Linked DNA regions of Mus musculus: regions 2, 3, 4 and 5 are each linked to region 1. A link is a contact called in public Hi-C, HiCAR-type, Micro-C and promoter capture Hi-C data. All regions are on one chromosome and are shown on one strand. The core of a region is the stretch at or near the end of the contact, and the rest is flanking DNA. Distances in the headings are between cores, read along the strand shown.

Region 1 (5,025 bases), core at 1,511-4,010:
GCAGCAGAGCTCTCCTTAGGAACTCCAACACTGTCTCAAAATGTCACCTAACTTTCAGAAGCAAAGTGTTGCCACTCACTCTGCCTCCAAGGTTACCAAAAACATACTGGCACTGAATTGTGTGTCAATCAACCCTGCACCTGCAGAAGGAGAGGCCTCTTTCCCCGGCTCTCTGCTCAAGTGTAGAAAATTAATCATTTTTGCTTTGCAATTGAGAGCTACTTAGTAAGGCAAACACAATGAGAGCCAGGTTACTTCCATTAGAGGCTTTTAGTGCTGTCCCCACCCTGCTGAACACACACACACACAACACACACACACACACACACACACACACACACACACTTACACGGCTTTTAAAGCTTCTTGTATCTTGCCAAATGAAAGTGCAAACCAAATAATTTCCCTGCCTCCATCCCCACGGGAGTTTTACTTTGCTTACTTTGGAATCTTAGCCCCATTCAATATATATCTACATGCCCCTGCATACTAAGACTGTTTAGTTGAGGTTTTGAGCTCAATTGATTCAACACTCTACCCCTTTAGGTAAACACACACACACACACACACACACACACACACACACACACACTCATGGCATGCAAACGCCTGTCCCCTTTTGGACTCTCTAATCCTGAGAGCCTCACTCTGAAGCCAAAACTCATTTCTCCTCTCTGACGTCTGTCCATAACATTGGGTAGTTACTTAGAGGGTGGATGACAGAGGAAAACCTGTATGTTACTAATTAATGGAGGTCATTTTACAGCAGCAGCCCTCATGTGCCAGGTCTCAGGAGGGGCTATTCTAGAAGCACAGTCACCATTTCATGAGTTGTGTCCTTCCAAAACCACACGCAACTGGAGCTCTTGCGCGTAGAACCGCACAGGAGCTAATCTTGGCATTTTTCTTGGCGCTGTCCCCATTTCACTTAGCCCTTTAAAGAAATGATCAAAGAAACTGACCCCCTAAACTCACATCAAACAAGAGAAGGAGGGCCTATAGGCACACACACACAAACACACACACACACACACACACACACACACACACACACACACACACACTACTGTCATCCCTCCTCTTAATCCTATGCAGTGAAGAGTTTCTAGAGCATCCTGGGGCTAGGCGGGGCAAGAAGGCAGAAATCAATAAGTTCAGGAAGAGAGCCTGAATCCAGGGATGGGGGAGGAAGGGATGAGTACTCTGCACTGCTCAAGGGATGCTGGCGGGAGAACTGCTAGTACAGATTATCAGGCTTGCCGCCAGGGCACTCTGGCAGGGGACATCCCTTCTGGGCCACAGCGGGACTTCCCCCGCCTCCAGTCAACAATGTCAGAGAAAGGGTGTGAGATGCATACATAGGTAGCTAGGTTGCTAACTTACGGAAGAAGATGTATTCAGTGTAACTGCTCCAGATCTTGTCGTCTCGGTACTGGTTGACAAAGGCGGCAGTGCCAGAGGAGTTGCACGCCACCATGTGGAAGCCGGCCTCAGACAGTCGATCGAACGCCTGCTCCAAGTAGGTGAACTTGAGGTAGAAGCGGGATGTGTACTTCTCAGGCTGACGGTCAGGGTCGCGACTCTCATTAAGAGTGTCCCCAAAGACCTCCTTGGCCAAGGCTATGCGCCCACACACCATGATGCGCGCCACACGCCTGAACTTGGCATCTGCCTGGTTATCTCGCACCGTGGTGTAAGAGCCACGGTAGCCCAGGGTGAGGAACCCAGAGCGCTTGTCCGGAGCGCTGCCACCACCGACTACACCACTGACACCATGTGCCCCAGAGCCCGAGGGCGCGCCAGCCGCCGCCCCACGCAGCAGCAGTGCGTCGCTGCTGCCCTGGGAAACGTTGTCCTCCAGGTCGCTCTGGCAGCACTCATCGTTGAGCGAGTTCTGCTTGGTGACCTTGGGCGACAGCAGCTTGACCAGGTCGGTGAGCTGAAAGAACTCTGCTTCGCGCAGGAGCCTCTCCTTCTCGGGAAAGTGCTCGGGCAGTGCCAGCTGCTTGTCGCGCAGGTAATCCAGCACGTACCTAAAGAGGAAGCCGTCGCGGTCGATGAAGAAGCGCGCGCGGCTGTCCCTGGGCAAGTCGCCCCGGCGCCTAGCGCCGCCCCGGGGACTAGAGGGTGAGAACATGCTGGCCAGAGTGCTGTCCGGGACGCTGAGTAACGTCGAATGCTTGGTCACATAAACCTGGCCGCCAACATTCAGCTCCACTACCTCGGGGAAGGGCGACGGGGCGCAGGGCCCCGGGGCGGCGGCCAGCGGAGCGCCGGGAGAGCTGGACGCGGACACCATCTCGCTGATCGGGAGGATGGTGCTGCCGCCGCTGCCCGTGTCCTTCAGAGCCATGGTCCCAGCCACCGGCCAGGTGACCCAGGAGAGCCGCACGGAGTGCTTCCCAGAGCCTCGAGGTCCCGGGTCCTCGGCGTGCGCCCGGTAGCCCTGCACTCTCTGGCTGGCCGGCGCGGTCCTCAGGGCACCCGGCGCTGCTCAGGGTTCCCGGCAGCAGCGGCGTCGGAGGCGCCCAAGCTCCATCGGGGAGAGACTCTCAGGAATGGACCTCCGCGAGCGAGCACGGCTGCTCCTTTAGGGTGACCGACTGCAACTGTGCGAGAGACTTGGAGAGGAGGTTCGGGGGCTGCGCGCGGCTCTCCGAGGGGAGGGCAGGAGGCGGGGCCGGAGCGAAGAAAACTCACCCCCGGCTGCAGGCGAGCCAGCGCGCCTCAGCCGGGAGCGCCGGCGCCGGCGCTAACTACTAGCAGCCCAGGAGGTGGCACTGACGTCAAGCTCCGAACTGGGACTGGAGCCACAGCTGTCATTTAAAGGGATAGGCTCTGGGGCTGGCCTGGCGACTCCAGAGCTAGGGAACTGGGATGAGGGCAGGGGCAAAAGGAGAAAGACAGGATGGGACAAAGCTGAAGAGGACAACACAAAGAATCCAGAGAAAGTGGACTACAACTCTCTTCATTGCAACAGAATCTCATTTATTTTCTCTCCGCACCCCGCCCCCAATTCTTTCTTATCTTCCTCCTTAACAAAACTAGCTTTACTCTCTTCAAAGAGAGGGCCTATAACCTGAATTCTCAGCTATTGTGTTGCAGATACTGGCGTTTGGGCTGTGTTTGTTAAAGGGCTGGGGGCTGTGAGCTAGGTGGAGTTGAATCCCAACTATTGTATCTTTAAAGTGTGTGTGTGATTGTGTGTGTGTGTGTGTGTGTGTGTGTGTGTGTGTGTGTGTGTGTATACAGAGAGAGAGAGAGAGAGAGAGAGAGAGAGAGAGAGAGAGGCAGATCCCCCTTTACCTATCCCTTGGCATCAAATGACGTGATTGTAACTGATATTCTACATCCTGTTAGGATTTAAAACTCATAAGTTTGATTCCATTTCACAAAAGCAATAAAGGACTATGAGTAACAAAGCAACTCTCTGCAACCAAGGTCACAAAAGTTGATGCACAGAAGTTGAGGAAGAGACAGAAAGGGGACAATTTTATTTTATTTTTTTCTAATCTTGATCCTCCTGATCCATCCTTCTTTTTATTTCCCTTGCAGTCTCTCAGAGCAAGAGGATGACTTATGCTTTGTTGTCTCCCTAACTCTAGTGCTCTGCTCACAAATACAAATCAGCGTTATTTGTGATGGAAAAAGAAGACTGAAATTCAGAAGAGAAATTCCTTTCCATTGCTAGATAATTTAACAGGCTGTCCAGCACTAGGTGTAACTTAATGACCATAAATGGGAATCATTGTCTTACAAAATGCTAAACTGAATATGGAGTTTTGAGACACAAAGGAGTTTGCTCCAAAAGTATTTATAAATAAAAATTACATACAAACTTTACTGTTATAATCCCCACCCCAAATGCTTCTCTATGGTTCCTCCCACTCAAAATCACCCAAATAGTAATGGATTTGAGATTCGGGTATAACCTTACATTTTCATAAATGATGAATATCCTATTATTTGGGCATTACAAACTATATTTAATTCATTGATTCTTATAAGCCGCATCCACAGAGAATGCTACATCAATTTTGAAAGTTAGATTACCTGAGGCAGCCTGAGCTTAATGGACCAATGAAAGGACACAATACTTTTGTCAAATGATTAAGACTTAAAAGAAGGCTTGCAATAGGCATGTTCACTGACTCCTCTTACTCAAACATAATACCTCATCCTCAAGTTATGTTGATAAATAAAATTGAGAAGTAAAATTGATTTAAGTCCTTTTTTTTTTTTCTTAAATGCTTAAATAGAACGTTGGAAACAATCCGAAAAGGTACATTGTCTTCTACCTCATTTGAAGAATAAGAAAATATTTGTCCTTTAAAATAATGGTTTCTGGAAAATGAATTAAGAAAAGTTTTATAACTTTCATAGATGAATAAGTAATAATGCCTCAAACTGCTACTAATGAGGCCCATTTATCATGAAGTAAATGTCCCGAATGATGAGGATGGTGCAGACTCTTGCATTCTAATGAAATGGATATACAGACAAATATGAATATGGACACAGAAACAAGAGATTACTGATGCTATCAGCTTAAGATGTATTTTCATTGGTGTTACATAAAACAAACTTATGAGATGGTCAGAATTTTATACTCTAAGTAAAATCACTCTAGTAATTCATAGTAAATCTCATTGCGAGTGGTATTGTGTCACATATTGCTTTTGAAAATTATCTCTTCAACATTGATTGAGTGTTTCTCCTTAATCTCTTCCTTCTGCATACCTTCTTTCTCATCTATGCTCTCCAACCAAACTCCTGACTGAACAAATAGAAAATTGGAATGTCTCTACTCAACGTGCTCTCTGCTGTAAACTCCTTTCTTCTTCCATCTACTCCCTTCCCCCTGCTTAATTTTTCCTCCCAGTTTAAATATTACTTACTCTAGAATATCCATATCCCTTCCATGATCTGACCAAGGTGTTCCCACCAGACCCTGTGCTTATGTATGGATAAGCACTGGATTTCTGTCTTCTCTCTCTGCCAGGCTGCAAGTGTGGCAGGCAGCCA
Region 2 (5,025 bases), core at 1,818-4,317, 1.7 Mb before region 1:
CACCTGAAGAATATCGAATGGCTTAGAAGCACCTGAAAAAATGTTCAGCATCCTTAATCATCAGGGAAATGCAAATCAAAACAACCTTGAGATTCCACCTGACACCAGTCAGAATGGCTAAGATCAAAAATTCAGGCGACAGCAGATGCTGGTGAGGATTGTGGAGAAAGAGGAACACTCCTCCATTGTTGGTGGGATTGCAATCTTGTGCAACCACTCTGGAAGTCAGTCTGGAGGTTCCTCAGAAAGTTGAACATAGTACTACTGGAGGATCCCGCAATATCTCTCCTGGGCATATACCCAGAAGATGCTCCAACTGGTAAGAAGAACACATGCTCCACTATGTTCATAGCAGCCTTATTTATAATAGCTAGAAGCTGGTTTATTTTTTTTTTATTTCTGCATAAAACAGAGTTGTGATTCTGCCATCCACCGTCCCTTTACTCAGCTGAAATTATCAGCCTGCTGCCATCTCATCTTCTCTGGGTTTTTCCTTTTTTCTTCTCCCTCTCCTTCCCCCCTGAACTCCCCCCCCCCACCTTTCTAGTGTTTAATAAAGAAAAACCCTAGACATCATACCATGTAGCTCATTTCCGATAGAAATTTCCTGAAGACCACAAGAGAGAATAGGCTGGGAAAGTGATTTCTTAAGATTGTGTTATTCACAAAAATAGGGGCTTTTTGTTACTGAGACAGGGAGAAATGTAACATGTCTAAAACATGTACATGATACTGTGGGTGTGGAGTTTTGGTCACCTTTCTCCAGGGCACTCTCCCAAAGGCTTTGGGGAGGGAGTCTCTGGAGACTTATAAATCTTTACTAGGAAAATAAAAACAAAATCTTTGAAATCGCAGATATTTGTAAGCCCACAAAGAGGCAAATATCTTTCTGAGAGCATTGTTTATGACTTTAAAGGCTATCAATGTGTAAAGTTTGAGGGAATCTTTCAGCACAAGCACCCCTCACCTATCCGTCCCTCTCCTAACCTGAGGGGCTGCTTATTGTAACCTGAAATCAGTCTGGATCCAGGACGCAAGAGAGAAAAGCACAATGCACGGTTGTTTTAGTGTTTGCAACTTCTCAGATTTATGGAGTATCAACTTATTTAGAAGTTTGGTTATTTTCCATTAGCAAATATCATCCAACTAAATTTGAGCAGAGCACCCTCTGAATAAGTCAAATAGACAAGGGCTCTAAATGAGGAAATTAATTATAGCCAGTGTCCCAGGGAAAAGAACCCCTCTGTGGCACAGAGAAATGTAATTAATGGGAGGGAAGTGCCAACAAATCACTCCTTAAAATATTAACGCTATCAAAGAACAGCTGGAGAAGGAGGAAACTTGACCCTTGGGGGACTGATGGAGGGGCCGTGGCTGCTGTACAGTTTCACACAGTTGTGATGTAATGAAATTCCTCAAATCGTAACTTAAAAAAAAAAAGATATTAAGTAGTGTGGCTCTGGAAAAGTTATTAAGCGTTAGTGTGTCTTCGAGTTTGATTATTTTATTATGATCCTTGTAGCTCATATTTGCTGTGGTTTTAAATCTTTTTCTCTTTATTTTCCTGAAAACAAAACCAACCTCCCTGCTGCCCCTAAAAAACTGGTTTGGTTTTTTGTTGTTTTTTGTTTGTTTGTTTGTTTGTTTTAAGCAGCCTGAAAGCCCGGTGACAGCATTTTTTTTCCTATATAAATAAAAATCCATTAACCACGAAATTTCTACTCCACATGCTTCAATTAAATTCTTAGTTAAGGAAATTTGTTTGCCTAAATGTAATTTGGCTTTACTTAACAGTTTGATAACTTATTATTGCCCCCCAAACATTTATTGTGGAGCAATGCAGTTATAATTTTACACAGTCCTACTCAGTAGTGGCGTGTTGGGTATTTATTTTTATATTTAAATAACAATCTCAATATTTAAGACCTGAAGCTAGGAGTGGTTCTTTACCCGGGATGGAATTTAATTTAGATACTTAAAAATAAACCGTTTTATTCAGCACCGAAGTTTTTCTAGAAGCCTCTGGGACCGTGGGCAAGCTGCGGGTGTAATAAATACTTCTGACCGCGTATACTTGTGTTGGCGGTGCTCTGACAAGTTCTTCCATTTGTTTCAGGAGACTTGCTAATATCTAAATCGGTGACAGGGTGTTCAAAGCGTTTGACAAACCGTGTGGCTGAGACGAACGTCCTCACACGTACCGAACCAATAAACCCCGGAGAGGAAACACAGGTTGCAATAAAAATAAAGTCTTGAGGTTAGCACCGGTTTCACGTAACTCTGGCTTCACAAGGCTCTCCCTCGGCTAGAGGAGCCATGCCCTGCAAACAGCCCACAGGGGACACATCATTTAAATAAATGTGTTTCTTTGCCCGAACAGAAGTTCAGATAGGCTCGATTATCATTAATTCTGCTCTTTTATTTCCTTTGCGGGCGCGGAACACCGAAATCCTGGCCTTTGAAGTGAGGCTGGCGGGGCTGACCCGGGTCCTCCCCGGCGCCGGCTCAGCGGTGCGGGAAGGAGGCGCCTGAGCGTGAACTCGTGGAAGCTGGAAAGGAGGGGTGAAGGGGTGGGAGTGAGGTGCAAATGTTGGTGACCCTAAAAATCAGGTTATCGGAATCGAACGAATCCTCAGAATCGGCGGCCCAGGGACAAACTGAGTCTGTGCACAAGCCGACAGAACAGTTAGGGGACTTCAGACGCCACGCTCGTTTTTTAAAAGAAACCCGTGGAACTCAAGCGCGGCGCAAGTCCCCTCGTGAGCTGGCAGGCGTGGACGGAAGCGGGACCGTAGTCTTCCTCATCCTTCTGCAGGTTTTCCCCTGGCTATGTGACAGCTAGGTGGCAGGCTCGGCCTGGTCCCCTCGGGGTCACCGCCAAGGCCCGGGGTAGCGCCGTGGGTGGGGGCGGAGGGGAGACGCGCGTGAACCTGCGGGCGTGCGGACCGCATCGCGGTGCACCCGCTGTGATTAGCTCGCGCGGCGACCCCGGAGGGCGGACTTTCCTCACCCTCGAGTCTCCTCCTCCCTCTGCCTTTTTAAGGGACGCCCTCCAGGCAGAGCTGTCAGCCACCCCAGGCCCTCTGCACTTGGCCGCGACTGGGCTGTCTCCCGCCTGCGTGACAGTCAGGGGCGGGAGCGGAATTAGCCGTTGGTCCCCGAGACCTGCACGTGGAGAGCCAAGCTCAGTTCCCGGCTCTGCCGGGTACCGGGCGACAGCCCACGATTGGGACATTGCCCGGCCCTGGAGTTGGTCGTTCAGGGCTCGACGGCCCGCAAGAATAGCGGCCTGGCCCCGGGTGCTCCTAGCGCGATGAGCCTGGCTAAAGGCGGCCGCTGCTTCAGTCGCAGCCTACGCGGTGGCCTCCCGCGATCCCTGGTCCCCTCACCCTCGCGCACCATGCTGTCCTCCGGCCAGCGGAGCCCGCAGAGCAGCCCACGCCTCCTGCCCAGCCGCTGCTAACCCACGAGAACGCGTTCTTGACCGGGAGGTCAACCGGCCGCGTGGTGCCTCGGGGAGGCGGAACCTTGGTCCCCCGGAGCTCCGGCTCCGCCCTCGGATTCTCCAGCTGCCACCGGGCGCGGGGCGGCGATGGGGGCGCTGCTGGCGTTCTGTCTGCTCGTGGGCTTGCTACGTTGGGGCCCGGCGGGCGCGCAGCAGCCTGGGGAATACTGCCACGGCTGGGTGGACGCGCAGGGCAACTATCACGAGGGGTTCCAGTGCCCCGAGGACTTCGACACGCAGGACGCCACCATCTGCTGCGGCTCGTGTGCGCTGCGCTACTGCTGCGCGGCAGCCGACGCCAGGTTGGAGCAGGGGGGCTGCACCAACGACCGCGGAGAGCTGGAGCATCCTGGCATCACCGCGCGTAAGTGCGGCATCCCTGGGCGGACATGGCTCGCCCACCCGACACAGGCACGCCTTACTAGCTCGGGCCACAAAGTGGACCACCTCTGGGTCTGGGGATTGAAGAAAAAGAGGGTGATCGTATTTCAGGTCAGGGGTCCTATCGCTTTGCAGTTTGGGTCCCGGCTGCACGTGATGCCCATGGTTCGGCCCTAGGGAAAGTTTGCAAGGGTTCGCAGGAACTGCTGGTCTGGCGGGAACCTGGTGCTTCTAGGGTAGACAGCTGGAGCTAGGTTGGGTTTCCTGGGCGCTCTGGTCAAGTGGGGGAACTCCGGAAGTGCGGGTGCCAGGGAACTCGACTCTGATCACCCCCTTATTTTCTTTTGTCGAGTAGTAGCATTTCGTCACTCTTCCAACTTCCTTACAATTCTCTGCATCCAATTACCCTCTCTAGTCCACCCCCTATTGTCACGCTTTTCAGAAACACCCAAGTCTTTGGAGGTGAGGATTTAAAATTCCGGGTCACAGGGATTTCTCAGGCCCCCTATTCTCACGTCGGAAAACACGGGTCAAATTTCCGCTCACTTGTCCACTTGCTCACTTAAGAGGTGAATAAATCAGGACCCCAGCTGAGGAAATTTACACCTTGAAAAAAAAGTTTTCCACTTGAGTTGGAACATCAGGGAAACCTTTTAAGGCTCAAGGCGAAGGTTTTACTGCCAGGAAACCCGAGAAGTGTGTGGAGCTGAGAGCCTGTGTCTCCCCAGGACTGGGAGGTGGCAGTGTGGGGCCTGCACACTCTGATCCCCAGAAAGACAGGGAGAGAGAAGCAGGTCCTGTCGTCCAAATGATAACTGAGAGGAGGGAGGGGTCAGCATCAAACAGGGTTTTCCTCTGGGGTTTAATTTTGGCGGGGAGGGGAGAGTGTTAAAAAGCCCACTTCTGAGGACCTGGGAAGTAGTTTCTAGACTACATAGCAGAAAGCAGGAACTCAGGGCTATCTTAGCATGTTAGAAAAACCAAACTTCTCTGCTTCTCTAGGCAATGCTAAGCCTGCCTCCTGAGTCGGGAGGGGGGTTGTTCTCCAAAACAGAGACTAGAGGATTGGAGCATTCTCCCCACTTACTGAGTCTGAGATCAGGCCAAACCAGATGGATAGTGCTCTGCCTCCTGCCAGC
Region 3 (5,025 bases), core at 1,068-3,567, 1.6 Mb before region 1:
GGAGCTCTCTTACCAACAGAGCGAAGTCATAGCTATCTGAGGAAGGAGAGAGGCATTCTCTAACACTATAAGCAAGGAAGACATTTTGACTGCTGATATAACACTTTGAGATCATTCTGCACTGGTCTGCTCTACCCTCCCTATTTGTTATATCTACAAGGCTTTCGTTCCTCCTTAAGGGTTTCCCCAACTCTGTCCTCGATATATTCTGCAATTTCTTCTAGTTTTAATATCTAAATTCTGTTTAGTCTAACAGTACCCCAAATCCCCCTCCTATTTGGGGTGGGGGACACAGAAAAATAGACTCAGTAAAATCACAGCAGAGAGTTCTTCAAATCTAGGAAAAAGATATAAGCATCTGGACACAGAGGCATTGAGGACATTAACACATGTAAAATAAAATAAATCTAAAAAAAAAATCATGTAAGTAAAAACATGAGGGGACTAACCATGAAGGAAATTCATTCCGAGACGTATTCATTAGTGCTCACCTCCTAGGGACAGATAGCACTGAGGTCACTTACGTGGTTATTCTGGAGATTGTCCAGCAACGACGGGTCATTAAAGGTTTTTTCATCTCCAAACTGTGAGCTCTGCCTAAAGGGAAAAACAAAGCAAAGTTGGTTCACTTGTATAGGCCTAACTCACCCACTGCTAGTGATGAGTGATTACTCTCAATCCATTCCAATAACTGATCTATTCCTTAATTCAGGTCAGACTGGAAGGGACCTATGTTCTTTTCAGTTCCATCTCCAAACTCAACACATAGTCTAGTGCAGTAGTGATTAACATGTGGGTTGTGACCCTTTGAGAGGTCCAACAGCCCTTTCACAGGGGCCACGTATTAGATAGCCTGAATATCAGATATTTACACAGTGGCAAAATGACAGTTATGAAGAATCAAGAAAAGTAATTTTATCGTTGGAGGGGTCACCGTAATGTAAGGAGCTGTATAAAATCAATGCAGCATTACGAAGGTTGAGAGCCACTTAGTCTAGTTATCTTTCCCCAGGAAGAGCTGTACAGCAGGTTCCTCTAGGCAAAGATTGGAAGGCAGACTGTCCTCCAAATTCGTGCCCCTCTAACAACAGGCCTGTGGCTAGCCAGTCACTCTTAGACCTTGCTTAACCTCTAATTTCTGCTATCCCCAGCCTTTCTGACTATAATATAGTCCAGTCATTCTCCCATGACCACGTATGTTCCTGTCTCAGGTCCCTGGAGAGATGAGATTTCTTCTTGTATTCTAGAATTAGTTTTTGCTTAGTGCATAGCTTCGGGATGGGGTAAAGTCTAGATCCAAGACTGATGTAGCCCGTGGGCGGTTACTTTTAGTTCTCACATGCTACAATGTTATAATGTGACCTCGGTCCTCCAACTCCATAGCTCTTCCTTCTTAGCAGACCGGAAGGTCATACACCCTGCTCTTGGGCAGCCTGGAACCATTCTCATTCACTCTCCGGTGAGACATTCACAAGGCTCTCTGCATTTCATTCTTTACATCCCTCGATCTCCTACTGGCATTTTCCACAAAGTGGCTTGCTTCTTTTGCCTTCCAAAAGTCAGGAGTGTGTTTCAGAACTTGGACCACTAGGTGGCAGGTCCTCCCTTCACGCCTCTGCTCCAGCCCAGTTTTCTCTGGCTCATAAACCTTTCCAAATGGAATAGGGTTTGAAAGGAGACTTCTTGGCATTCTTCCCTTAAGTTGGTCCAAGGAACGAAACCCATGGGGGACCACAGGGCAAGAGCTCTCCAGCCACAGGGAGATTACTGCTGGTATAGGTGATCTGCCAGGCTAAATGGTACAAAACCATAGAAACACGGCTAATCATTGTCCTATAAGGTCTGGACTGATGCTTGGCTTTTAACAAAGCAGTGATCTGACTGCTGGGGCCAGAAAGTCCTTCAGCTGAGGATACATTTGAACACATAAAGCTGCATAATAATTACCTTATGGCAATTATCACAGAGAAGCTGAGTCGCAGCTCTGGGAGAACTCATCTTTCTATTCAAATGATTCAGTTTTTAAAATGATAAAAATCTCAGTCCCAGGAGAAAGGTGTATTTTTCTCTCTTTAATACTTCCATGACTAGTGTGGATTAAAACAAAACAACACCCCATTGGTCTTGGAGTCTCTTCAGGTTTGGAGGCCGGGTGAACGGGAGCCACTGGCACATGCTCCCCGAGATATTGTGTGACAGACTGGATGTAAAGAAAGAGCAGTTGAGAGAGCACTTGCACAATGTGTCGGCCTGGACAAGCTCACTGCCCACTGTACAGCACCCGTGTAGAGGCTGGCTTCCTGATCCGTGCCACATCTCCCGGACGACCTGAGGCAGAGCTCCTTTGGTAGCGCAAGTCAGTTTTCTGAGGCAATGAACACGGTTGTACAAAGCCTGTTTGCTCAGCATCCTCTCTGACTCAGGGGCTGATCTCTTCCCTAACCTAGTGGACCTGCCTCAGCTTAAGGGCTTCTGGCCCCAGCAGTCAGAGAACTGTTTTTTAAAAGAGTCTGTACCTCTAGGATTTTTTTAAGGTCCTGTTCATTGGTAGTCAAAACTGCTTGCTGGTAGATTTAATTTTTTTAGTAATGAGTTTGTTACTCAGAGTAGTTAAGTCCAAGAATTTGAATGGGTGATTAAATGCACTGTTTTGGCTAGATAATGGTTGGTTTTGATCAAAGTAAATGAGACTCAGTTTCCTGGGTGACTGCAAGTATTTCTGAAAGCAATTACAAAAGAGGAGTTCTAAAATGCTGTGTGAGAGTCTGCACTGCTGAAGAAAGAGCCTGCCAAGGGGACTCCTTTGAAGACTGATGCTAATGGAGATGGGTTAGCTCTCATTATTCTAAGGGCACGCCTGGAAGAATGCTCTACCCAGCCTACCTTCTACAGCAGAATAAATAAATGCCACTCACGCCACACATAATTATAGGCTAGGTAAAATGAGAAAATAACCAAGCAGAAAAGAGAAACTTGTTCAACCTGCAGATACTATAATAATACAAAAAAACAAAACAAAAACAAAAACAAAAAACCACTGAACGACTGCAGGGCCAGCTCTAAGGCAAGCTCTCTGTCACCCCACTGTCATTTACTTGAAAAATAACAAGAACATAACGTGTGACTGTATCAAGAAGTTAAGAAAAAACAAACATATCTACTTAGATTTGCTTCAGAATAATAAGGGTAGAAAGGCACAGGAGGGATAAGGGTGACCCAGGGCATAGCCTGTTAAAATAACTGATGGGGACATTTGTTCATTCTGCTTATATTTAAACTTTCCAAAATAATTTTTTAAGAGAAAATGATTATGAATATTTGTGGGTTTTTGAAAGTAATCATGTGATAACTTATAATTACATGGATGTTTTTCTCTCTAGTCCTTCCAATATTGATACTATCAATTTAGATAATGGTTTTTAATAGAAAGGAATTGGTCTCCAAGTCTCCACGTTTGTTTATGGTTCTTGGCAACAACAGGAAACAGTGCCAATTCTAGAGTTAGTAGCTATGCACTGGGAAGTCATAATCTAGACAAATCACTTATATTAATACATTTTTAGAGGATTTCAGCTATTGCACAGTCTTTAATGCCAAGAGTATATTTGAAAGGGTCTTTAGAATGGACCAAATATAAACACATAATTTTCACATGTGGATTTTCTTAACATTTTTGTGGTGAGTGCCATTTCAAGCAGGACAATTAAACAGACAGCTACAAGCTTGCTACGTGGCATTCAGTCAACTTCACATTGCCAGACAAAGCTGCCAAGCAGCTATTGAGATGACTTCTAGAGTTTTGGAGAGAGTCTTCCATAGTCTCTCCTCCTGCAGCAGTAGCATAGAGCCACTGTCACATATGCAGAGCACAGGGTTCCACCACGGCCACAGTTGATCTTGGTTTTCTCAGCAATATAAAACCAATTAGATGAGGCCCTTGGAAGTATGGAGTCTTGTATGAGCTTCTGAGTTAGGGTTCCTCAACTCAGTCAAACGGTAGATGTTCAATTTGCCTCTCCTTAACAACCTCAGCAATTCAACTGAAATAAAATCAGTTAGGGCTTGAAATGCAAAGCTATCCCGTGCTCCAAAAGAAACACAAGTCTTTCAAGTCTACAGACGTGTGACGGCACTAACACACCTTTCATAATCAGGCTAAGCCAGGATTACCTCTGGCTCTCACCCATGTCCGCTGGTTGTGTTCTTGGGGAGACTACTTACAGGCTTCTCTCTATAAAACCTATCAACTTGAAAATGATCATGTCAGATAGATGGTGCAGACTGAGAATTATAGTGCCACCAGCACTAGCCTTCTAGTTAGGGCTTAGTTAATTGTCAATGTTTCCTACTGATTTAACGGCTAATGGTGGTCATAGTCTTCCAATAAGTCTACTCAGGTAGTTAGTAACTTGTGTGAAGGACAGGTCAGGGTCTAAACATTGATGGTCAGAGTCCAAAGCTCACATGCATGGCCACTCCACATAACCCTACACAGAACCTCAAAAAAAAAAAAAAAAAAAAAAAAAACCCTGCATCTTTACCTTTGCAAACCTACAAGTGTAGACAGAGACCCCCCCCCCCCCCCAAGTATACAAATAAACAAAGTGCCTTTTCCATAAAATGATACTCGTCTTTCCTGGTGCACTTTTAGACTCAATGGCAGAGTGAAAATACATAATTCATGAAAAAGTTGTTATATTTCATTTGAACTTAGATTCCCCCCCAAAAGATACTTTAATGAAAAAAAAAAAACTTATGAGCAAGATAAATGACATAACCCCTTTTCCAACAGTGGTTAGTGGCATGAAACAACCCCTGCTCAAAGTCTAATGTTTTAAATGATCTGGGAAAATAATATAAGACTTTGGAGAAAACCACAGCGAGACTAAGAAAAAGGAGTCATGTCTCTTAAGAGAGATATGTGTATCAATTCTACAGTACTTAATGGTATTAAAATGGGTCAAACTGTCCTATAGACAAGCAGCATATAAAGATGCATAGGTGTTAAAAAAAAAAAAAGGAGGC
Region 4 (5,025 bases), core at 1,587-4,086, 1.5 Mb before region 1:
AGTCCTACCTACTCACTGGCTCATTATTAAGCAAAGACCGAAGTCCTACACTTCCATAGCATGTGTGCCACCCACAGCAAGTCCTGTGTTCAGTTAACAACCTACCCACTAAGAGGATCTGCTGCCCACTTTATTTAAGCCTTTTCTTTACACCTTGGCTGTAAACAACTTTCAAGTGCACAGTAGCTGTGCGTCGGGCCAATCTAGACTGGGGGAACAGAAATCCACACAAGTCGCTTCAAATGAGGAGGAATGCCTTAACCCTGCATAGACTTCTGAATAGCAAACTAGGGCAGGGGGCCTAAGGTCAGGCCTCCATACTAGATCTCTTCCACTGAGGCTCTTTACCCAGTTCCTGCTGCCTAATTTGGTATTACTTTCAGGGCATACTACAGTCATCCATTTTCTCTCCTACTAGCCCCCTTCAATTCTGCCCCCTTTGGCTTCGATTTTCATTCTTCCTCTAACTTTAAGTTCCCCAGTAGTGATATAGTAGCATGGGAAATTATTTATTTATTTATTTATTTATTTTACAAATCCCCAAGGTTACAAACTTGTGACTCGATTGGGGTTGGCTGCCTTTGTGTCAGGCGCCCATCCTGTTCTAATGGAGGCCAGGGTGAGTGCAGTTTAGAATAAGGCCTTATCTAGCAAGAAAGAGCTGTCAAAGGAGATTGTTCCCTCTGAGAGGAACCTGTGGAAGGCCAATCAACAGGCCACGCCCCTCCTCCTCCCTCCCAGCCCCCAGTCCCAGAGATATTATCTGCTGGCTCATATTAAAGTGAAATCAACCAATCCGGAAGAAGGGTCATTCCGGAGGCGGAGGCAGCAGGAGGACCCTGACACCGATGGATACTCAGGGCTGCACAGACTCAGCAGCAGGAGCGCTTGTTTTCTTTCTGAGCCCCTGATACAGTATATCACTGAACTAGCTGTTTCCCTTTGATCAACTCATTGAGCCATTCTGAGCCAGGTCTCCTCAGCCATCCTCCTCCACTTTCAACAGCCTCCAGAAGTGGTGCAAGAGCCCCATAAGGCAATTGTTGTGAAAGCGCTCTGAACACAGGAGGTGCCTACCGCTGCCTCTCCATGCTACTGTATATTCTGTCAAAGTGACAGCAGCTTTACCTTGCCTTTAGATTTCTTTCTCTTCCCTCCCTCCCCCTTAATATATGACCTGCTGGTTGCTAGTATTTAAAAACATCAACTGGCGTGATAAATAATATTTTAACACCAGTTATCCTAACTTTGTTGCTTCTATCATTCAGACTGTGGTTAGTGCATTCATTCATTTTCCTCGAAATTGAAAAAAAAATACGCTTATATACTAAATTCTTAAGATGCAGGTCAGTTTTGATTCCCTTGTCTCTTGCCTACATATTAGAGCCCGGAATTCCTATTTTTCACATGAGGTCCTTACAGCTCTTACTACTCCCGCCCCCAGAAATCCTATTCTCCTTGCTTCTACTCCACCTCCACCACCCCGTTATCATCTATCTCACGGTCAAGATGGGGGCAGGGATGAGAATCAGTGACGGTAACAAGATAGATTATTTCTCAAAATAGTGCCATTCCACAACGTTGAAGGGCAGAGTTACTGGAATGGAAAAACAGACAAACAAAAGAAAGAAAATAAAAGTATACCGTTTCCTTTTTGTCCTAGTAAAACCAAGAGGTGTTTATTGAAAGCCTGCCACACGCCAGACAGGAGGAGAAGGGCTCCTCAATCAGGGTGCACAGCACCATCTCAGTCTTTGCCAAAGCGTCCTAGCCCATAACCTAGGGCATCTGTTGCACACTTCCTACAAGTGGAACCACTCAACAGCTGGCCCTGGGTGGAGCAACAAAAGCAGCATGCACCTTACTCAAGTCAGTTCAGTCGGCCGAAGTGCAGGCTTCAAGCAAAAATGAAAAACAAAAATGAAACCTCAAACTAGAGCCCGGTGAGCCACAGGGGGCAGAAGTGCAGAGACTGGAACGCAGCCTGGTATCCACTGAGCACCCAAACCCAATTAAGGCTCTTCCAGCCTAGAGATGCTGGGAACAGTGGATCAAAGAATCTGCGACGCCTGGGAATGGCAAACCCGCTCTTCGGGAAGCTGTGATGTGGGGGCAACACAATGGTGGGCGCTGGAGATAGTAGGTTGGAGGGATCTATTCATGGGCACGGGTAAACTCACTGGGAACAGGCAGATTGCAAAGATTGTGCGCTGTTGGCGAAGGAGGAGAGCCGGGCGAGTGCTCTGGGAGACAAGGACTGAACAGTCGCGTTGCGGTGTAAAGGAAACCTTGGGGCTCCCGCCAGCGCATAAATTCCGAGGTTTTGGATCCTGGAAAGCATTTGCTAGTGCGCTGAAGGCAGAGCTGGCGGAAGGGTTCACTGGCGATCAGGGGCGACAACCAGACTACTGGGAAAAGGAGGAGGGGGTGTAGATGGGATGAGGTGTCTCTTCCCGGCCACACACACACACACACACACACACACACACTCACGTCAGACCCCAGGCTGCTAGCACCTGCCCCCACGCACTCTGGGCGCACAGCCTCCTGCTGCGGCGGTCACTCACCTTCCGCGCGCGAGCGGATCTCCGACACTGTCCTCCGCATGGTCGGCATCTCGACAGCCCCTGCAGGTGGGTCTCGGGCGGGGACCCTGCACCTGTCACGGCGCCGCGCGGGCGGGAGAGCTGGCTGCGCCGCGCAGAGGGCTCAGCTGCCGCGGGGCCGCGCCTCCCACCCAGGGCAGCGTCGCCGCCAGGAGCCGCCTGGGCACTGGACGGGAGGGGGAAGGCGGCGAAGGAGCTGCGTCCGCAGAGCCGCCTAGGTCTCCCCGCAGTGGCAGAGGAGCGGGCTCGAGGGGCGGAGCCGGGGACGGCGCCGGGGGCGGGGTCTGCGGGGCGCGCGCTCACTCGCTGGCCTCCTGGAGTGGGGCGGGGACAGGGCCGCCGAGCCTCCAGGTCCCGCCCAGTTCGGACCGTACCATCCGCGGGGAGGGGACTTCGATCTAGCATTCTCGGCTTCTCGGCCCACCTCGGCCCTCCTTGAGGCCAGTACAAGTGTCCCAAGCCTTAATAAAAGAGGAAGAGCTTCTTTAGCTCTGAAAGCTCTGGCATCCCCTACAGCCACCTTCTGGCTCTACAATGCGATAGAACCGACCGTCCTCAGCGCCAGGGTGTTGGGTTCGGTGTGGGCAGCTTGAGTCTAAGCCTCTGAGACTCTGTGGGTGACGTCTCTGCTGATGTGGGGGGACCCTGCATTCGCCCTCTGAGTGGAATCCTAGCCTATCTCAACACCCAGCCTGACTCCTGGCCTGAGATGAACGTGAACCCTCTGTAGTAGCAGGCTGTGAGACCTGAAGCCACTGGAACGGTTCCTCTTGTCGTTTTAAGGCTTCCAGCCACACAACCTGCGTGGGTGTGTGAGCCCGTACTTCCCACCAGTTCGTCCTCTGCAACCTGTTAAGGCTCTGAAACTGCAACCAAACCAACTGTTGACCACGTGGTTAACCAAGCAAAAATTATGCTGTTTGTGGTTTCTGCTCCAGAAAGTTCGATGCAGTAGTTTATCCTCAAAGCCTAGTGGGGCGTCGGTATAAAATCCATAAAGATGTTAATTACAAGTCGTTATGTCCTAGAGACCAGCACGACCTCAGTGCCTTTTATTTTGTGTAGTAAAATCCAATCTAACAAGTCGAAACAAATGCAGTATTTTTAATTTGTTCCCGATTTCAGCCTCGAGATAGGATGAGGGGAGCTTTGTGTCTAGCAAGCTCCTGAGCAGGGTAAGAAAGGAATAAAGGTAAAAGGTACTGGCTTCGTGTACTGTTCTTCTGGGCACCTAGCGGAAAGAGCCTGTAGCAAGGCTTTTTATTAGTATTCCTTTGAGATCCAGAAAGGAGAGATGGGTAGAGGGTGAACGAGAGAGAGAGAGAGAGAGAGAGAGAGAGAGAGAGAGAGAGAGAGAGAGAGATATGACTGCAACTCGAGCATAAGGAAAAAGACAAATAAATAAAATCCGCTAATAGCATCTTCTCTCCATTCGTGATAGTTCCTCTACTTCCCGGAAGATCTCATTCACTAATCAGAGTTCTACCTCACTCACTCACATTAATACCCAGGCGGTCAATACATATTTATGAGGAACCCTCTCCACTTGTCTCTTATTCAGTGGTTGGGATCAGAACAAAGGAAACATATTATTTCCAGTGTGCTTGGAATCTCCTTAGGTTAGAGCAGACTCAAACGTAAATGTGTCTGTGCCAGCGATAGCCATAATTTAAAACCGTAGTCCTTTGAAAAAAAAAAGAAAATGAATACAGCCTTATCAAGACTGTCATCGCTGGCGGCTTTTACTCCTCCTAGGCTCCATAATCTCGTGTGTGTGTGTGTGTGGGGGGGGGGGGACCAGGCTTCCTCTTGATGGATATAAATGAGTCTGAAACCAAGTGGAAGACTAAGAACCAAGGGGCAGGGAAAATCAGCTTAAAAGTAAGCAAACAAATGTAGGAGTGGGAGTGGTTTTCGGATTAAGATTTTACATGAGATTTTTATGAACCCAAAAATGATCTGTTTGATTTATGAACAATCCCTTCTGTAACTGTTATGAGCCTTTCAGTGAGATTCACGTCTGCTTACTATAATAACCATCTAACGTGAGTTCCAATGGTACCTGTTTTCTGTAGTGCCACCTGACATGTGTGCATCAGCCAAGTTGACAACCTAGGTCATTCAGATAGGAAATGAAAACAGTTTCTCATACAGACAAGATGGCAAGATGCAGCTTGTGGCTTCCCCCTGGCTCTTTCCCACATGCTCCTGTCACAGAATCCATATTGGCAGGAGTACCATAGCTCCTTGGTTTCTGAAAATCTGCTCCCCCACGGTTGTTAGAAAGTCATCCATTTTCATGGTTCAGCACTGTAATTGAGGTTGAGAAGTGCACTAATCTGCATCAGCTTGGTATCAGAGCTCAGAGATCTCACCTTCCATTGTGTGAGACGTGTATCCTGCCAGCCCCTGGCAGGAA
Region 5 (5,025 bases), core at 1,528-4,027, 1.2 Mb before region 1:
ATTTTTCTTCAGATACTCACAGCCAACCATTGAACTGAACCCTGGGACCGCAGTGGAAGAGTTCAGGGAAGGACTGAAGGAGCTGAATGGGATTGCAGCCCCATAGTAAAAACAAGATCAACTAACCAGACCCCACAAAGCTCCCAGGGACTAAACCACCAACCAAAGAGTACACATGGAGGGACCCATGGCTCTAGCTACATATGTAGCAGAAGATTGCCTTATCTGTCATCAGTGGGAGGGGAGGTCCTTGGTTCTGTGGAGGCTTGATACCCCAGTGTAGGGGGATGCTAGAGTGGTGAGGCAGGAATGGGGGGTGGGTGGGGTACCTTCACAAAGGCAAAAGGGGAGGGGGATAGAATGGATGGTTTGTGGAGGGAAAACTGGGGAGGGGGACAGCATTTGAAATGTAAAAAAATAAAATAACCAATAATAAAAGATTTATTTACTGTGTGTGTGTGTACCTATGTGAGAGTATGTGCACCATGTTGCTGCAGAAGCCCATGGAACCCAGAAGGAGGTGTCAACCCTCTGAAATTGGAATTAGAGGTGGTTATAATCTACCATATGGGTTCTGATAGTCAAGCCTATTCTATAAGAGTGGTAAGGTCTTTTAACTATGGAAGTATCTCTCCAGTATTTCTTTTCAATCATGATGAATAGGCACATGTTATGCTAGATTATGTTTTCTCCACGAGTTTAAAAAGAACTATCATTAGACAATCTATGCTTCTTTACTGTTGCATAACCTTTAAAATGTACTTCTCTTTTATTTTTGACCATTACGTGCAGTATGGTTAAGTCCTGTGAAGTGGTAGCTGGGTATGGTGTGCTTGTTGTTCACGGCTTTGATCATTCTTTTCCGTTTAAAAACAATATAGTATGTCTTATTTCAACTTACAGTAGCATTATCTAAACTTAATGGAAAATATTGTGGTTTAACATCCCCCCCCCCCAGAATAACTACAGCCATTTTGTTCCATACCTTCCAGCTATTTTATATTGTTATTTTAACATGCCTGTCAGTTGTTGACACAGAAAAAGAACTTGACTCAGAACAAAGTCATGCTGATCACATATTCTGTACTGTACTGTACTGTACTGTACATCCCGAGCTTTGTTAATCTTAAGGAATTCCACAAAGCTTTATGTAGGACCCATCAAAGTCAATACGAACTTTATCAAGGTCAATACGAACTTTTATGGCTTGAGTGAGAGCTGACACCAGGCAGAACCTCCTGCACCTACGTATGAGCTCATTGTTGGTTTTGTGGCTGATACTGAAAAATGCTACTAATAAGCCAAAAAATTATGATTATAATACTCATGCTCTGTTATCTCAGTGTTCTGAAATTCCCATTCACCACCCATCCACCACCCCTCTTACCTCACTCAGGAGCACTCAGAATAAAGGTTAGCTGATAACACTTTGTCTATGAAGCTAAATTGTAGTACTGTTCTCTTGTTTGCCTTTTAAACTTTTGAACCTGTTCCCCCCCCCCCCCATAAAAAACCTTCCCTGAGAGCAGACTGGTACCACAATTAGGTTCTTGATTCCTTTTTGTGGTCTTGGTCTGATCATAATTAGGGTGCGCATTCAATAAACCATCCCATCGTCTGACTGAGATCAATGATCATGTGGTTTGTGGAGCAATTCCTAGACCACAACAGAAAATAGTTTTCTGGATTCTACAGATCTATCATTATTTGTTTGTGACCTGACCTTTGTGGGCCTTGCATGAGTTCGTGGGGAATTTATTCCTGTGATTGGCACTTGACAAATTCCCAATCAAGTGTGACGCATACTTCCAGATTTTTCTTTATTATCTCATGTCATCCCTACATTATATTATAGCCATTTATTAATGAGTACATAGACTTTTCGAGCACACCAATTAACTGTTTAAGTTAACTTGTAAATGGAGTTTTTAGAATTCTAATCTGTTCTGTCTTAGTGATTTAAGTTACTGCATTAAAAGTCAGTGTATGCAAAGAGAATTTGGGGTGAGGCGCAACACACAAAAATCGTAAATCCATTACGGAGAGCAATCCTCAGACTTTTGCCAGCTCAATCCTCAATATTTCAACAACAACAACAACAAAAAAAAACAAAACCAAAATAAAACAAGACAACAAAAACCTTACTGACTTGATAATATCAAGCTCATATAACTTGATATTAACGTAAAGAAACATGACGTTCAATGACAGAGAAAATAAGCTCTCCCAGATCCTCCATTTTGATGGTGTAATTTTTGTTATGAAATGTTAGGATTACTCTCACTGGGAAATTATATTTTTCAACTACAATGAAAATAGCGGTTCAATGCTAATTACATTAAGTGAAAGACATTGTCTTTGGCAGGCATTTTCTAACACCCAAGGGTTTTGGCTGCATATTTGCCTAATAAGTAAATTGTTTTAGTTAATTCTGCAGCTGAGTTTTCTTGCTGGCCCCCAGAAGCCTGTGTTGTACTTTTTGACATTGGTGGGATATTACTACACCTGTTTTGAACAGTTTTCACATCTCAGTGTTTGATGCAGAACTCTATAGATGCCAGGTAGCTTTTTACACTCTGGAGACGACCCAGAGCTTAGTCCTGGAGGAAATACTCACTTTGTCAGCAGGGCTTAGGTGGCCTGTTTCCAGGCATTGTGGATGTAAGCTCCCATTTCCGGTGGGCATGGCAATCGTAGTGACAAACACTAATTGGGCACATATTTTGGCAGGCTTGGAGCTTGGTTCTAGTTGAGTTCTTTCAGTGCCAAATGTACCATCTGGTCTCCTGATTACACAGCAGAAGGAATCCTTACCAAGCAGGATCTCTCAGTCCTAGCCTCCTGGTCCTCCCTGAGACTGACTTGGGAGTGCTTATCTACTTGCTTCTCTGGTCCTCTGACATTCTTCCCTGAAGCCACATCATCATGATCTTTCTAAGCTCACAAGTACTCAAGGTGATATTCCCCTGGTTTACTTACCTTCGTTGAGGTAGTATTGATGATAAGAAACACCTGTTTAAAATTTAATGCGTATTTACTCTGCAGTTTTGGAGATAAATAATACAGTAAATATTCATGAGCTGTTGATGGTCCACAGAACACTGTGCACCTAAGGATGTCACAGGCCTCTAGTCATTGTAGCTTGGTGTGCAGTGAGGCAAGTATGGTCTGAGGATGACTGATTTTCCTGGGAATCTCAAGGATGCTCCATTCACACTTACCATTTTCATTAGGTTTGAATGGTGTATTGCAGTTTTTTTAATGGTGAGTGAGGAGAAGGACAGAGGAAAGTTTAGGCACTGGATGGAGATCCTGTGTAAAATTCTAAGGAAGAGGGGAGTGAACAATTCAGGAAGTTACAGTAGGAAGAGACAACACTGGGAGGAGCTGCCATTTGTGAGCCGTGCTGAGAGTGTGGGTTTTATGTCAGTTGTGAGAAGACTGCTTAACACTCCATATGTTGTATGCAACAAAACAAAGATAAATCCATGGCAGGGAGTCAATTAAGTGAGAAGAAAAAGAGCCTTTAAGTAGGAAGCTAAAAGTTTTGCAGGCTGGTTAAAAGAGCGAGAGCACTTTTTTAAATAGCATTTATTGAAAACACAATTTATGGTCAGTAGAAAGCAATGATATTACTTGTTGTGTGAGCCATTTCATCTCTTACCTGAGCTGGTGTTTAGACTCCTGTGCTAAGACAGGCTTTTTTTTTTCTTTTCCCCCCTGAGGAGCTGTTTGAGAATCTAATGTAAGCCTTAACCATAGCTATCATTTAGGGATGAGTTTGGGGCATTTTCTTCTTCTTGAATTAGTAAGTACATTTTTTATTGTTATGCCATGGTATAGATCTGTTACTTATGTTGTATTCTTAGTAAGATGAAGTGATATAAATAAGTAAATATGATCAAAATCCAAATAATTCATAACATGGGCATTCATATGTTATACAATGAATATGGACACACACACACACACACACACACACACACACACTTAATGAGACAGAAGCTATCCTGGCACACATCATACAATGAAGCCTGAATAACTGGGTAAAATACAGTTCTGAAAATGGACAGAACTAAACTTGTTCTCTTCAGTTCTCTGGCATGCCCATGTTGATGTGGAGTCCATGAAGCACACAGTGCCAGTCCTGGAAATTCAGTGAACAGCAAGTCCCAAACACACCAGGATTTCATAGTCTCCAGACTAAGAGTTTTAGATACTGTTTTCTCAGTGATCAGCAAGTCTACAAGGCAGAAGGGAACAGAAGTCTCTCTCTCTCTTTCTGTCTCTCTGTTTCTCTGTCTCTCTCTGTCTCTCTGTCTCTCTGTCTCTCTCTGTCCCTTCCCCTCTCTCTCCCTCCCCTCTCCTGTCCCCTCCCCTTTCTCTTTCTCCTTGCTCTTTGTCTTTCTCCCATCTCCCCCTCCCTCTGTCTTAGTGCAGACTTTTGATTCTTTTAAAACATTACTGCCCTTTTCTTTTTTAAATTTAGGGATAAATTTAGCAATGACTAACTGCCTACACAGTGCGCGATATATAATCCTACTAATATCCTATTACCACTCTTTTCAGAATTATATTCATTTTCAATAAAAATGGCTCAGAATCAATTATAAAACATAGAACAAATATTTACGTTATCCAGGAAGCTTTGGTAAACTGGACCATATAACTGCATGCTTCCCTTCTGGTAGCTTGTCATTGAATGGTGGAGTTATAGATGAAAAGTGTCAAACTCTGTTATTCTTAGTCAAATACAAGAAAAATGATATTTATCACCAGTTTCAGTGTTTAAGGTGGTACACTCTCTGTTGTGGACTTAGGGGTATTTTGGTGATCCGATTAATAGATTGGATACATTTGGCTGAAAAGGGGAGTGGCTAAGACTTTTGGAATACTCAAATACTCAAAGAGCAGAGCAGCAAGAGTCTACTGCCATTAGTACTCGGAACCTCAGCATGGAAGGAAATGGTCCAGTTAGGCTGAGATCTTCATTCGGGCTGCTGCTCTTAGGAACAGAGAGAGGAA

Evidence for each region. Promoter capture Hi-C pulls out the DNA fragments that hold promoters and counts their contacts. Hi-C and Micro-C count contacts between places; a contact is called where the count stands out from the background. HiCAR-type assays count read pairs that join an accessible place to other places.
Region 2: a Micro-C map of embryonic stem cells shows a contact between it and region 1, with 5 times the contacts expected there. The contact joins the promoter of Shisa3 here to the promoter of Kctd8 in region 1. A contact is called at or near these places in 2 of 39 promoter capture datasets (hippocampal neurons and liver), 1 of 484 Hi-C or Micro-C datasets (embryonic stem cells) and 1 of 115 datasets of contacts at active chromatin or transcription factors (astrocytes).
Region 3: a HiCAR-type map of astrocytes shows a contact between it and region 1, with 7 times the contacts expected there. The contact joins the enhancer-like site here to the promoter of Kctd8 in region 1. A contact is called at or near these places in 2 of 39 promoter capture datasets (frontonasal cranial neural crest and hippocampal neurons), 1 of 484 Hi-C or Micro-C datasets (cerebellum) and 1 of 115 datasets of contacts at active chromatin or transcription factors (astrocytes).
Region 4: a promoter capture Hi-C map of hippocampal neurons shows a contact between it and region 1, with 4 times the contacts expected there. The contact joins the promoter of Atp8a1 here to the promoter of Kctd8 in region 1. A contact is called at or near these places in 1 of 39 promoter capture datasets (hippocampal neurons), 2 of 115 datasets of contacts at active chromatin or transcription factors (astrocytes and embryonic forebrain) and 1 of 9 other capture datasets (embryonic stem cells).
Region 5: a Hi-C map of cerebellum shows a contact between it and region 1, with 4 times the contacts expected there. The contact joins the enhancer-like site here to the promoter of Kctd8 in region 1. A contact is called at or near these places in 12 of 39 promoter capture datasets (the C10 cell line, the HPC-7 cell line, cranial neural crest and 8 more), 3 of 484 Hi-C or Micro-C datasets (brain, cerebellum and cerebral cortex), 1 of 115 datasets of contacts at active chromatin or transcription factors (stem cell-derived neural progenitor cells) and 1 of 9 other capture datasets (pancreatic islet).

Annotation. Positions count from the first base shown.
Region 1 is chr5:69,338,949-69,343,973 of GRCm38.p6, forward strand. Kctd8 (potassium channel tetramerisation domain containing 8) reads right to left here and starts at 2,761. Exons shown (of 2, transcript NM_175519.5): 1 at 1,384-2,761. The coding sequence starts at 2,353.
Region 2 is chr5:67,604,816-67,609,840 of GRCm38.p6, forward strand. It overlaps Shisa3 (shisa family member 3), which reads left to right and starts at 3,068. Exons shown (of 2, transcript NM_001033415.3): 1 at 3,068-3,869. The coding sequence starts at 3,593.
Region 3 is chr5:67,750,489-67,755,513 of GRCm38.p6, forward strand. It overlaps Atp8a1 (ATPase, aminophospholipid transporter (APLT), class I, type 8A, member 1), which reads right to left. Exons shown (of 37, transcript NM_001038999.2): 16 at 525-597. Among named protein-coding and RNA genes, the nearest start is that of Gm46914, 50 kb to the left of the region's middle. Within about 2 kb of position 2,318, at least 44 of the 459 cell types and tissues checked have an H3K27ac peak or open chromatin away from gene starts, as enhancers often do. A contact at or near this core is called in astrocytes and cerebellum, where this site is marked.
Region 4 is chr5:67,844,595-67,849,619 of GRCm38.p6, forward strand. Atp8a1 (ATPase, aminophospholipid transporter (APLT), class I, type 8A, member 1) reads right to left here and starts at 2,837. Exons shown (of 37, transcript NM_001038999.2): 1 at 2,568-2,837. The coding sequence starts at 2,616.
Region 5 is chr5:68,147,419-68,152,443 of GRCm38.p6, forward strand. All of the region lies in intron 2 of Grxcr1 (glutaredoxin, cysteine rich 1), which reads left to right. Among named protein-coding and RNA genes, the nearest start is that of Grxcr1, 120 kb to the left of the region's middle. Within about 2 kb of position 2,778, at least 10 of the 459 cell types and tissues checked have an H3K27ac peak or open chromatin away from gene starts, as enhancers often do. A contact at or near this core is called in cerebellum, where this site is marked.